Linked DNA regions of Anas platyrhynchos: region 2 is linked to region 1. The links are chromatin contacts, called in public Hi-C maps. All regions are on one chromosome and are shown on one strand. The core of a region is the stretch at or near the end of the contact, and the rest is flanking DNA. Distances in the headings are between cores, read along the strand shown. Region 1 overlaps CUX1 (cut like homeobox 1). Region 2 holds the start of CUX1 (cut like homeobox 1).

Region 1 (2,700 bases), core at 142-2,641:
GTGCAACTCTTTTCTTACCTGAATGGAGTGGATTTAAAAATAAATAAGAATACTCTCCTTTTCCCAACATATGCATGCATGAAAAAGCATACCTATTTATATTAACCAGACTTACAAAGTATGTTTCATGTCATTTAACAGGAGGTCACTGAATTTTTACACAAGCAATGGACCAAAACTTTCGATTCATTACACAAACAACAGGCATACGCATGCTGAAAAAAAAAAATCAAACGCCACTAGCTTATAGACAGCAGCAAAGAAGGAAATGCCTTTTCTGTAATCGGTAAAAGAGAAAAATAATCTCAATTAACACTTCAATGTAAAAAACTCATTGCAAATTATTCCCTTGGTTTGAATCTTCTCTAGCTTGAAGTTCAGCATCCCTGCTAGGCACAAGATAAATAAGAAATGAGAACAGAGACAAAAGGAATCTGCTCATCCAAAACTTAAAAAGTGTTTAGCAAGATCATTATTGCCCAAGAGTAAACTGAGATGTCCATTTTTATATGAAGTTCTGGAGATCTGTTTCCGTCTCTTCCCACCCTGTTCTACTTCCCTTATCTGCTTGTTGCCTCCCATGTCCCCGAGGAAGCCCTTGGCATCACGCATCTGTGTGTGCCCTTCATGTCCAGGCCTGGCCCTGACCCGGCAGCAGAAGTTACAACCTGCTGCATCTCCACACCCGCATCCCAAAGCCCGGTCCCGCTGTCACTTCCTCAGGGATCGCTCTTTGGGGACAGAGCACACAGGGCTCCCTGTGCCCGGTGTGGTGCTCACAGCTGTCACGCACCGCACTGGTCCCCTTGCTGACAGCTCCTCTGCTCATGAAGGGGCTGGATGGACACATACCAGCAAATGAAGAGGTGAACAGAATTAGCCAGTGTTACAAGTGTAACATTATTTATATAATAGGCAACACTTCACATCAAACAAGCCGGTGCAAGGCAGCAGCAGTAAACCTCTCAGGCTACTCTCGCACCATATACATGCCCCAAGGGCAAATTGTTTTTGAACAGCAGCACAGGAGAACCAATTTTTTGCTGCCGTCTGTGCATGTAAACCATGCATTTTCAGAACGGCTTTAAAAGAAACCTAGAGATAAATCTGGTCCAAAGAGCGTGTTATGTTACTCGTTGGAGGCAGCACCTCACCACCTGCAGCCCCAGCACAACCCAAACCTGGTGACAAAACCCCACTACCGATGCCTGGCTGAATTTCCAAACGGGGTTTCACTGAAAAAAAAAAAGGAAAAAAAAAATCCCTCGCTCATTCTGTGAGCTGGAAAAAGACACAGATCTTAATAATTCAATCTAAGTGTTTACACAAAGAGCACTGTGGGTACGCTGCCCTCCCCTGTCATTAGCGGAGATGAATGCACCCCCTTGTGCGCGCTGCTCCCGCAATGACATCACGCTCCCGCCTGCCTCGCTTTTCGCCAGGGCACTCTAGGCTAATGTAATCATACGATTACATAATTAACCCAGCTGTCTCATTAAGAAAATCAACTGGAATTCAGGGCATAATTAGTCATACAGCAATTAGCATGCTGATGAGCGACTGATGAAAAGCTGTCTAGATACGGAGTATGCTGGGACCACCCTCGTTTATCGGGGATAGAAGGGGGGGGGGGGGCAGAGCCCGGCTCAAGCCCCCCGAGAGCCACGGGGCCGGGCCGGGTCCCCTCGGCCAGCAGAGGCCTGCGCAGCCCCGGCCTGGCGTGGCCTCGGCACCGGGCACCTCGCGGCCCCTCCCGGGCGGGCCCCTCACGGCACCTCCCGGCCCCTCACGGCCCGGCCCGGCCCCGCGGGGAGCGAGCGGCAATGCCCGGCCTGGAGCTCGGAGCCGGGAAGCGCAGCGCTGCCCTCAGAAGGCTCCGGGTTGGGCCGGGGAAACTAACCAAAAAAAAAAAAAAAATTTTAAATAAATAAAATAAAAAGGCGCCGTTTCTTTTCACGCTTCTGAGGGAAATGCTCTTCCCGTGCTGCGGTGCGAGGCGCTGCTGGCGGGCTCATCTCAGTTTATTCATAAAAGGGGAAAGGGCACCTAATACTTTGGCCAGTGTCTTAAAATGGAGCTCCTGAGAAGGCTTTTCCAAAACAAAGGGCTTCTCCTAAATCCCCTCCTCCCTTTTCATGACAGGCCCGTAGCGCTGGAAACGCGTGGAAAGCAAGTTATGAAACAGTGCCAGGACTACAGGGGCAATTAATATTTTATATCACGGGGAATGTGTTTCCTAAGGTTGGGGTCTAAAAATAATGCACCGAAGGCACAGCAATTGTTTCGAAAAGACTGTTTGTGTTGCCTAAACCATGCTGTAAGCAAACCGAGCTTAGCGATCGCTCACAAGAAACACCCACGCAAAATGATAAGGGAGAGGGAAAAAATAAAAATAAAAATAATAAAATAATAATAATAATAATAAACCCCACCCTCCTGAGCATGACTTCGTTACCGTAGGCTGTTAACTTTTTGGAAAAAAGTTCAGCTCAGCCATGTCACAGCCAAGTGAATGAAGCTTTTGCCCCTGGCTGCACCATGCAGTGAGCGGTTCTCCGGGCACACAGCGCCTGCTTCGCAGGCAGCTCCATCAGCTTGTGATGCACTAAGTGCCTCCTTGGGAGGCTGCATATCTGAAAATAACCTGAAAATGTGTTTTAGAAAAAATAATAATTACATTGTAGCTTTTGAATATTCAAA
Region 2 (2,700 bases), core at 163-2,662, 130 kb after region 1:
GCCCCGACCCCAGGCGGCTCCGCGCTGCCCGGGGAGGCTCGGGGGGGCCCGGCCCGGCTCCCCCCGGCCCTAAAGCACCGCGATGCCCCCGGGGGGGCTCGGGCCGGGTGCTGGGGGGGGCTCTCGGATCTCACCGCCCGGCCTCGTCCCCTCACAGGGGCACGGAACCGACTCCCTGAGCCCCCCCCCTCCCCCGGCCGGGACCTGTCAGAGCCCCCCCCCCGCCTCAGCGGCCGCCCCCAGCCCCTCGGGACCGCGCTGCCCGGGCCCTGTGAGCCCCAAAAAGCAGCCGGGACCCCCCCGGGACCCCCCCCCCCCCGTCCCTCTCTTCTTTCCCCTCAGCTCCCCCCCGGAGCCCCCTGCCCGGCGGCGGCTGAGGGGGGAGAGCACCGGGGGGGGGGGTTACACCGAGGGGGTGGCGACTACAGGGGAGGGGGGCGACACCGGGGGGGTGACAAGCACTGAGGGGGGAGCACCGGGAGGGGGTGAAGCACTCAGAGAGTGACACCGGGAGGGGGAGCACCGGGGGAAGGGTTACACCGGGGGGGGTGAGGACCAAGGGGGGGGAAGCACCGGAGGGTTTAACACCGGGGGGGGGGCACCGGCACCCCTGGGCCGGCACCACAGCGCCCCCAGCCCCCGCCGCTCCGCGCCTGCACCGCCGAGCCCGGCCGGCTCCCCGCGCCCCCCCCGGCCGCACACCCCACACAAAGTCCCGGCACTCGGCAAACTTTTTCCCCCGGCCGCCCCCCGGGGGTTGAAGGAAGCGGCTGGGAAGCCGGGAGAAGAGGGAAAAGGACCGAGAGGAGCCCCGCGGAGCGGCGGCGGCCCCGGGGTGCCGGAGAGGAGGAGGAGGAGCGGGGAGGAGGGGGGGGGGAGCCGCGCAGGGGAAGCGGGCAGAGGGCAGCCCGGGACGGAGCGGGCTGGAGCGGCGGCGGCGGCCCCGGGAGCGCCGGCTCCGGCGCCATCTTGGGCTGATCGATGAATTGAACAAAGGGGATCGATTTCCGATGGGGCCGCCGATCGGGAGTTGGGGGGGGGGGGCGAGTGGGGGGGCGAGCGGAGCGGCGCGGCCGGGCGGAGCGGGGGGATCCTGCGGGCGGCTGCGGGAGGAGGAGGAAGAGGAGGAGGAGGAGGAGGAGGAGGAAGGAGGGGGGGGGGGAGGCCGGGCCCGAGGGAAGGCGGAGAAGGGGAAGGGAAGGGGGGCGGGGGGGGGGGGTCCGGCGGCGCGGCCCGGCCGGTGCGGCGAGCGGGGGGAGCCTGACCTGCAGCTGCTGTAAATCAAAGCGCTTCCAATATTGAAACATCGATCCCACATTGGCCGCCATCTTGAGACATATTGAGACAGAGTGAGCGGCTGATCGAGGGAGAGAGAGGGGCTGGAGTTCGGGAGCCGGGAGGGAGGGGGAGGGAGGGAGGGAGGGAGGGAGAGAGGGAGGGAGGGGGGAGGAGGAGGGGCGGGGGGGGGCAGGGGGCGGGAGGCGGCCGGGGAGCGCCCAAATCCCGGCCTGGAGCCCGCCGGCGGCCGGAACGCGGAGTCAGCCCCGTGCGCTTGGGGGGGGGGGGGGGAGTAAAGGGGGGGGCGGTGCGATCATAGGGAGCCCCCCCTGTGTGTGTGTGTGTGTGTGTGTGTGTGTGTGTGTGTGTGTGTCATCACCCCCACACCCCTGCTTGGGGGGGGGGGAGCACGGCTGGGGAGGGGGGACGACTGGGGGGGTGCTTTGGTTTGGGAGGGGTATTGGGTTTGGGGGGGGGACACTTGGGATTAGGGGGTGATTGGGGATTTAGGGGAGAATTAGGATTTGGGATTTTGGATTTTGGATTTAGGGGGGATTTAGGGAAGGGGGGCATTGCCCACAGCCCCCCCCCTCCAAGCTTGGCTCCCCCCCAGTGTGTAGGTGGCTGTGGGGGGAGCAGGGAGCCCCCCACGTCCCCACCGGCCGCGCCGTCGTTAGCGGGGTTCATGGGGGCGCGGGCAGACGCCCATGGGGCCACTGCCGCTGGCCGCCGGCTCGGAGGGGGCGGCTCGCACCGAGGTTGGAAAATCAGCTCATAGCTTCGTGCGGCATAGCCATAGAAACGGAGATCACAAGGATGCAATAACTTATTTTGTTCTAAACAATAACGTGTCCGTAAGCATGATTTATTCCGTCCCCCAAATCCTTGCGCCCACCCCGATGAGCGTGGTGGCTTTGGGGTGCAGCTCGGCCCCACAAGCTCAGGGTGTGCAGCCCGAGCACCCGCTGTGTCCCCACAGCGTGCCCGCTGCCTCGCGGGTGGCCCCACGGGACTGAGCCCGCTGCACCGCGCTCCCCAAACACCGCTCGCGCTGCCTTGGCGAAAGGCAAAGAAACAGATCTTCCTCCGGCAAAGTGAGCGGTGGTGGATTTTTCATCAAACAGTATTTGATCACCAAGAGAATTTAGCGCTGGCTCAAGTCGGCGGGCTGACTACTTGAAAATGGCTCTGTCTGTCTTTGGAGAAGTTACGGCACCGACAGCGGCGGAGCGGCTGCTGCAGACTATTTCCCAATCTGCCGCCGTCCTCCTTTGGAGGAGCACCATCGCTTCAGCCTCCATTTCCACTTTTTGCTGAGGCTGCTGCTCACAAAGCTCCTAATTGCGACTGGCGGGTTTTATGTTAACGAGTCCCACCTAAGGATCACCCCGACAACTGTAGACCTTCGCATTTTTAGTTGGC

Evidence for each region. A called contact is a pair of places that touch in the nucleus more often than the background predicts.
Region 2: a contact with region 1 is called in a Hi-C map of subcutaneous adipose tissue, with 1.9 times the contacts expected there. The contact joins the promoter of CUX1 here to the enhancer-like site in region 1. A contact is called at or near these places in 4 of 8 Hi-C or Micro-C datasets (liver, skeletal muscle and subcutaneous adipose tissue).

The regions. Positions count from the first base shown.
Region 1 is chr20:7,110,675-7,113,374 of IASCAAS_PekinDuck_T2T, forward strand. The region is part of intron 4 of CUX1 (cut like homeobox 1); the gene reads right to left. Among named protein-coding and RNA genes, the nearest start is that of CUX1, 130 kb to the right of the region's middle. Within about 2 kb of position 1,392, at least 2 of the 8 cell types and tissues checked have an H3K27ac peak or open chromatin away from gene starts, as enhancers often do. A contact at or near this core is called in subcutaneous adipose tissue, where this site is marked.
Region 2 is chr20:7,239,961-7,242,660 of IASCAAS_PekinDuck_T2T, forward strand. It overlaps CUX1 (cut like homeobox 1), which reads right to left and starts at 1,413. Exons shown (of 23, transcript XM_038165931.2): 1 at 1,266-1,413. The coding sequence starts at 1,328.